Linked DNA regions of Drosophila melanogaster: region 2 is linked to region 1. Evidence: chromatin contacts called from public Hi-C data. All regions are on one chromosome and are shown on one strand. The core of a region is the stretch at or near the end of the contact, and the rest is flanking DNA. Distances in the headings are between cores, read along the strand shown. Region 1 holds the start of RecQ5 (RecQ5 helicase). Region 2 holds the start of Gbs-70E (Glycogen binding subunit 70E).

Region 1 (3,816 bases), core at 171-2,670:
GGAGTTGGATCTCCAAAGAAATCCGAAAAGAGTTTATGCCTGCAGGTTGTTCGCTCGCAGAATTCCGTGATCTTCTCAAATTGTTTGATAGCTCTCTCCGTAAGCAGCTCTTTGTCACCACGACCCCTGGCTCTGTGGGCATCGTTTTGAAGAAGGAAACGTATACTCCGGACGTCTTCCCGTCCGTAGTATAATCTACAATATGACTGCAAGCCATCGCGTCCAGCGCGACCAGATTCTTGATAATAAGCAGCCACATTTTGGGGTACATCCCAGTGGATAACGAAGCGCACACTTGGTTTGTCCACACCCATTCCAAAACTATTGGTTGCACATATAATGGGCTGATCACCCCGCATCCACGCTTCCTGGACTTCAGTACGTTCTCCTGTTTTCAGACCAGCGTGATAGGCTACTGCTCCGATTCCCTGTTTAGTTACCCCTATCGCCATGCGCTCCACTTGGTCTCGAGTCCGGCAATATACGATTCCGCAGCCTCTTTGTGGCTTGGGTGTATCCTTAAACTCCTTCGGATTGCCCAAGCAGTGTCTGGCGAAATCTGCCAGGTGCTGAAAGTCATCTTCGATAGAATTCTTGTAAACAATGTCATAGAAGAGGTTTTTCCTGAAGCTAGGAGTGCTAAATTGAGCCACGGGTTGGTGGAGGCGCAACTGCTTATATATATCCTCCTTGACTTCCCTTGAAGCTGTGGCAGTCAAAGCCAACCAGATGACGTCGGAATATTTGGAACGCAGCTCCCCCAGCTTTAGATAGTCCGGTCGAAAGTCATGTCCCCATTGGCTAACACAATGCGCCTCGTCGACTGCAAAGTAGGCAAGCTTATTGTGTTTATGGAGGGTTTGCAGCAGGTCTTGAAAAAACTTGGTGGCGGCCTGTTCCGGGGTTATGTAGAGAAACTTCAGGTTGGTTCTCACGGCCTTTAAGTCCATTATAACACGATCCCTTTCTTTGGTGCTCATCTTGGAGTTCAAAGAATCCGCCGGCACTTTCAGTTTGGTTAAATGATCTATCTGATCTTTAATCAAAGCCAAAAGCGGAGAAAAAACAATGGTTATTTGATTCTCTGACATCAAACCAGGCAATTGGAAGCACAGGGATTTACCCGAGCCCGTGGGCATCGACACATACACATCCTGCTTTTCTGTAAGAGAATTACGAGAGGTATTATCTGCGAGATTGGGTAAGAATTTGGCCAATATTCACTTTTAACAGCGCACTTCACGGCTTTTTCCTGTAGATCCGATTTGAATTTCGAGTGGCCAAAATGCTTTTTCAGCGCCTCGTGCACAGCGCTTTCATGCGCCATACTTGGGCTGTTATTTAAATTGCGTTTTATTTAAATAAACATTGTTTTGCTTCAGACCAAAACTGGTTGCCGCCAAAACAGCTGGTTTAGAGATGAACAATGCGGCTAGATAGTGGCTTTCGATAGTGTGGACCTTCCTTTATCGATGTCACATATTTCGAATAAATTTAGATGTCCACACTATTTGTTTTGTACACAAAATATTTTAAATGTGATTAAATAGGCATTCATCTCGCCTATAAGCGCGACATGGAAGTTTTACTTTTTGTGATTAAATTATTCAAAAACCATTTAGCTTACCAACCAATTAATAAATATACAGTCGTGTGTTTGCAAACAAAAAAAATTTATGGTATGTATAATTGTATATGTATAATAATTTATATGTATGTATGTATTAACAGGACCAATCTATTTCTTGTAAAACTTTCGTTATTTTATTTTTAAATTTCACAACTTTCTAACAAACGTTTCCCAGAATGGAATTCTCATAGCCTAGTGACACTGTACATACCTAAAAACGGTGTAAGGCGATAGACATCGATAGCCGCGGTCACCAATCGATAAGCGCAGGCTGAAAAGAATCGACGGTAAGCAGTCGAAATTCAAAGAGACTTCTCAGTCAAAATTTTATAGCCGACTCGCGAGCACGCGCTGTGCTGCTTCTTCCTGCGTTGCGCGCTTTGCTTTCAATTCGCCTTTCGTCGTCGCGGGTGCGTGTGTGTTGGAGCGAGTGCGTCTATGTGCAGTGCGTGTGCCGCTATTTGTTAATTGTTAATAATCCCGATTTAATAACACCCGACAACCATGTTGCACTTCAATTGCTTCTGAACGCAAAATGCGCACTGATAAACGCAAACGACAAAAATAAGTTTCATAATAATAATAATGCCGGCAAACAAAGCGGTGTATTAGTGTGCGTATTTCAGTGTGGGTGCCTGCGTTTGCCAAAATTATTTACCGCAAAAAGAACAAACACAGTCAAAACGATTTGAATCCCAATCGAAACTAAACGACAACAAACGCCGGTGAAATTAGCCCTGTCTCTCGCTCTCTCTTTCCCCTTAAAATAAAGAAAGAGTTATCAAAATGCTACATCAGCAGCAACAACAACAACATCTGCATTGCAGAAGAAAAGCTACAGCAACAACAACTGCCCGCCTTGTGATATTCAGCAGTCCTCTTCTACTATTACTACTCACCACCCACTTGCCGCCCACCTTACAAGCGGACAATGGCCCCGCCCCCCAAGTGGCCGCCCTTGCCGCCCCCAATCCGGCGGGTGGCGTAGCAGGGTCTTCGATCATCGATCAATTCAGTCCGAATTGCAGTGCTGTGACACACATTTTCCAAGCGAGAGGAATCGATGCCATCGAAATTCCCCAAAAACCCAGTAACGGTATGTCCGATATTATATACCAATGGCTTAATAAATACCTGTCGAGAAATATTTATTATTGTAAATATTTAAATTTTAAACAAAGTTATAATTACTTCTTGTGGGTGAAATGTTCAGATCATAAAAATTTTTTTTTAATTTTGAAATACGCTTTAAGTGAAGGATATTAAAAAAAAAACTTAAAGATATTTTCAAGAACTCTGGTACTTTAGTAGGCTTATTATAACTTATTGCCTTCCCATATGGTGTCATTCAAATAGTACAAATTTTAATTTGTAGCGATGTTTAAAGTGCGAAATGGTTGAGGTAGTGCCATTCTTAATGCAAAAAAGATAAGAAAATCCATATCGTGGCAATCAGATCTTTTAAAATGTATACTTACATTGATATATGTAGTATGGAAAAGTATGGTTAGTATGGAAAAATGGACTATAATCTTTAATAAAGTTATTTAATAAGCTTAAAGACCATATTATTTATCCAATGGAATTAAAAACTCAAAGCAACTAATATTGGTATTACCCGAAAAAGAATCCGTATATTTCATAACAATAGTAAATTGCCGGAGATAAGAAACAAGTTTGATTCGCAAAGGAACAAAGAGAACTCGTGTATAAATTGGACGATTCCGTGATTCATTCTGTTCCTTCAACGCGCCTGCAGAGCTCCCTCCACTCCCTCCGCCCCCTGAAGGAAATAAAATTCCAGGCAAATCAACTCGAAATGCGAATAAGCAGCAGCACAAGACAGGCTCTAAATAAGAGAGAGTCCGTCGCGGAGAGCGTGTCCATCCCAGAGATCTTGGCGCATGCGTCGCCTGCTCATCGCAGCCCCCATTTCTGCCCCCGGTCCATTCCTACCCAGTGGGGGCAAAGGGTTCCAGTTTCCAAGACCAGTCCAATAGGCAGGAGCAGCCGCAGCGAAAAATCTCAAGAAATTCCTTTTTGATGAACAAAAAAAGGAAATAAAATGAGAAGAGCGCGGGCATACAGTAGAGCATCGTTGGCGTGAACTGCGTGAATTACCTTTTATATGTTTATGGGATATGCTATAAGAGTTATTTAAAACTGTTAAGGATTTCTTAATTATT
Region 2 (3,967 bases), core at 215-2,714, 81 kb before region 1:
CGGTCTGTTTATTTTGTTAATGTGGGTTATGTTTGGGTATTTTGAAATTTGTTTTAAATTTGAATGTTTAAAATTATTGTTTAAATATTCGCCAGAGAGAACGCCTAATGCAAAAGGGTATTAATCATTTTTATCTGTTATGTATTTTTTATCTCTCAGTTTAATTCATTTACTATCACATGGTTTTTCAGGTTATCAGACATTTATATCGTTTCTCTTATTAACACGTACACCACTTGTTAAATTCATAAAAGATGATGCATCAGAAAATGCTTCTAGTTCCTTATCAATCGATAAGAAAGTTAAAAAAATATTTTCTTTCGACATGAAAAAACCTGAGAATTGGTACTCTTTCAATGATGTTTGGCTATTTAATTTGTTTTGATTGGCTGCCGAAACTCGTGGATTCACTTAGAGCAATTCTGTGTTAAATTAGTCCAATTGCTGGCTATATTTATTTATGAGTTATATACTTTTGTAAACTTACTTCAACGATTGACGGGGATGTCCGCTCATGAAGTCCGCCAGAAAACTAACGGGTGGACTGTGACTGAATATGGGCGGACTGTGCGAAATCATTTTATATATGGCTTCGATCTGCGCTGATTACAATGATCTCTACAAACAAGGAACTTTGGTATGGAAGCCCCTGTGGAAAAATATAGAAAATTAACGATTTGTTTTTGTTGCTAATCGAAGCGCGGCAATAAATGAACGTTTAATTGGAAAGTAATGTGTAAATAGAATGCATGATCCGAATATATAATATATGTTTATGAAATTTCATATTAATTGCTAATCTCAGGTGGAATCGGAATTAATGATGGTATAATATAGCAATACCATTTCCATAAGAGATAACATTCGAAACGTTGTTAGTTTGGTCCAAATGCATGTTAAAATCAGTTTGATTCGAAACAAGGTGATGTAAATGCTGATACCCAAAATAATAAAATGCCCCCCTTCTTATGTTTTATAAAGTTTTTCATGATATGTTTATTGTGTAGTTTTAGCTTTACAACTAACCGTTAATTGTTATCTCCACTCTGTTTTCCGCTTCACTTTTGACTTCTGGCTAGGAGGTAAGGAACTTTTCTTTTTCTTGTGCAGTCAATCCACTTTAAATTTTACTGTGATCTTTCTTTCTTTGATCTTATTTAAATTTTTACTTTTTCATTTGTACATCACGCGTGAGCGTCAGACAATGAAAAACGATCGTTGGGACGGAACCTTAATTGAATTTATTAAAATCCTCCGATCGGGGCACTTTTTTCGTGGTCACACACACAAAACGACGAACGATTTTTAATAGATTTTTCGCGGACTTTGCTTAAGTGTAGCTAAATTTTCTTGTGTCAATTATTTAACACGGACAAAAAAACAGCAACTAGTTTCCGTCGCGTTCCCCGCTTCGTTCCGTTCCTCCTATGAACCGTACGCTTCGACGATGCGAAAACGAATGAAAATGTTTGTTGCTGCAACTTGCCGTTAAGACTTGATCGGGGCGACAGAAAAAGAGAGAGAGAGAAAAAGAAAAAGAGAGAGATTGGTTGTTTGAATTCCCTTCCAAGACATATAGACATGTTAGTGGAGCGTTTGTAATGTTATCAGAATGTTATATATTCAAGAGGCCAGTATATAAAAACAGAAAACAGAAATAACAGTAAAGCAGAATAAAATAAAATCATCCCATTTTTACTACTAATGAACGACCACATAAAACAGTTAAGTTTTCTGCTCTGTTAGTACTTTAAAGGGTATACATAATTCAGCGTTCTGAACTCGCGTTAGGTTTCTAGAATAGCCCCGGTCTCTCTCTCACTCTCTCTCTCTCTCCTGATCGACGTGGCTTGCATATTTTGATTGCATTTTGGTATTCCGCAGTGATTGTAGTTGTGGTTTCGATTTAGCGTCGGTCCTAGTTGCTTTGATTAGTTTTGGCGCCACTGGCGGTGACAAAAGTCAAAACGGGTGTCAGCCCCTCGAGACATGATCACATGCACGGGAAGCATCCCATCTCCCAAAATCAAATTTCCCACTGAGCCTCGTGGCGCTCAAGTGAATTTCAAGGAGTTTGGCAAACACTTTTTCCGTCTCAGCTTTTTAAATATTTATCTTATCGAAGTCGATAGGTTATAGCCTCTGGTCTGTTCAGTTCAATATTTATAGCCTTACGAACTAGAATTGGTATTATTAGTTAAATTGTTTTTTATTATAAAAGATATTTCACACACAGATTTATAAGGGCCTCTTCCGCACTCAATTGAATATGGGACATTATTCACCACTCGACTCATTTGTGAGTGGGTTTTGGTTTTATGTGTCTGCCCACGCATTTCTTTTATGTGAGGGTGCTCCCCTGACATATGTAAATCAATTAGGCCTTCCATTAGGGTCTCGTGAATGAGACACTTTTAGTCTATTTTCATTGCTGAACTTATAAAAAGCTCTTCGAATTTAATCGATTTTGGTAATAAAAAAGGAAAATATGCAACTATATTAATTGAAATTTTTTATAAATAATAAATACTATAAAACCTAAGTCTATGTCTCAAAAAGTACTTTATCTGCTTTGATAAGTTATCAGCTGATTATAAATGCATTCGTATTAAAAATAGTCCAAGTCATTAGTGATTATAGCTTAAAATTCCTCATCAATCCCATAAAACTCGCGCGTAAGGCCATTATTAAAATAGAAATCAACACCTAAACCTGCGTAAGAGGCTCAAAATTTCAAATACTCAACTAATGAAGCATTGAAATTGATTTTCCTCGTCGCTTTTTCTTTTCCAATCTATGCATGTAGAGTTCAGGCCAGTTTCGACCCACATGATATCTGTCGTACCCACATCAAAACTGTCCCAGACAAGCGGAAACCGCTGAATGCAACCAAGTCTGCTCAAAAATGCAGTCTCAGGCTCGACTATTCGGAACTCGAAATTGTGGTTGGGCCTCCTTTATATAGAGACTGTATATGTATTTGAGTTTTATCTATGCTCTATTTTTGGTGTGCGTGCTCGGTGTACATTCACTCATGGCGGTTCGGTGCATAGGCATGGACATTCGAGTCTTTTTCTTTTTTGATCAGGGAAATGTTTTCGTAATGCCTGATTTGAAATCACATCTCGAAGCCCATGATAATGCAACTCTCTGAAGAGATCACGCTTTTTGTCTCTCAAGAGCCTCAACGACTGTTAAACAAAAACGTACTTTGAATGCGCACTTTCTTCATTTCTTCTTCGACTGCCAACGCAGCATCCCATTGAACCTCGCTGATGAAGGGGGTTTCTGCGGACAAAGGGGTTTCGAAAGGGGTTAGGGGCAAAAGAGCCGGCCGGCTAAGTTGCTTGCCTAGTTGAAAGCCGGTTTCGAGAGATCCCTGCGTGCATACAGAAGTGGTTACTTGAGTGCCTCGTTGCAGTTGCCGGTCATTTTTATCGGCATAGACCAGATGAGATGGCACAGGGGCGTAGTATATGTACGTTATGGAGACTGGGAATTTTATCTCAATGAAGAGCTTTTCATTTAGATTTGTGAAAAATTAAGATATATCGTGATGGTGATTAAACCATTGAATAGATAGGTTTCACTTACATTGGCACCCATTTTCTACTTCCTTGTCGTCAGGAATGCCCTATACCTTTTTTCAGGGTGCATTCAGGCTTCCTAATTACACAACTCTCTTTTTTTGCTCTTATATGCTATTATTCAGCAAGATTTCTCTCTTCGGTTGCACTTGAAATTGCATTTTACCCCCTTCTTTGTTTGCACCCGCTGGCAAATTTAGTGGCACACGCTTTTTACATAAATATGTCTTGTCTATTTCTGTGCAGATTTTCATATTTTCTCATGCATGTATCTTGGGGATGCGGTTGTACTTATAGTTTCCTCGGTTTCAACGGATGTCGTTGGGGACATTTTTCAATTTATGCGAGCGACTTTCCATTTTTCACTCGATTAAGGTGTG

What was found. A called contact is a pair of places that touch in the nucleus more often than the background predicts.
Region 2: a contact with region 1 is called in a Hi-C map of the Kc167 cell line, with 2.8 times the contacts expected there. A contact is called at or near these places in 5 of 107 Hi-C or Micro-C datasets (the Clone 8 cell line, the D17-c3 cell line, the Kc167 cell line and 1 more).

Annotation. Positions count from the first base shown.
Region 1 is chr3L:14,630,657-14,634,472 of dm6, forward strand. RecQ5 (RecQ5 helicase) reads right to left here and starts at 1,421. Exons shown (of 5, transcript NM_168591.3): 1 at 1,225-1,421; 2 at 1-1,162. The coding sequence starts at 1,327. It overlaps dlp (dally-like), which reads left to right and starts at 1,945. Exons shown (of 8, transcript NM_206353.2): 1 at 1,945-2,726. The coding sequence starts at 2,417.
Region 2 is chr3L:14,549,511-14,553,477 of dm6, forward strand. It overlaps Gbs-70E (Glycogen binding subunit 70E), which reads right to left and starts at 1,465. Exons shown (of 6, transcript NM_001274913.1): 1 at 1,027-1,465; 2 at 488-649. The coding sequence starts at 579.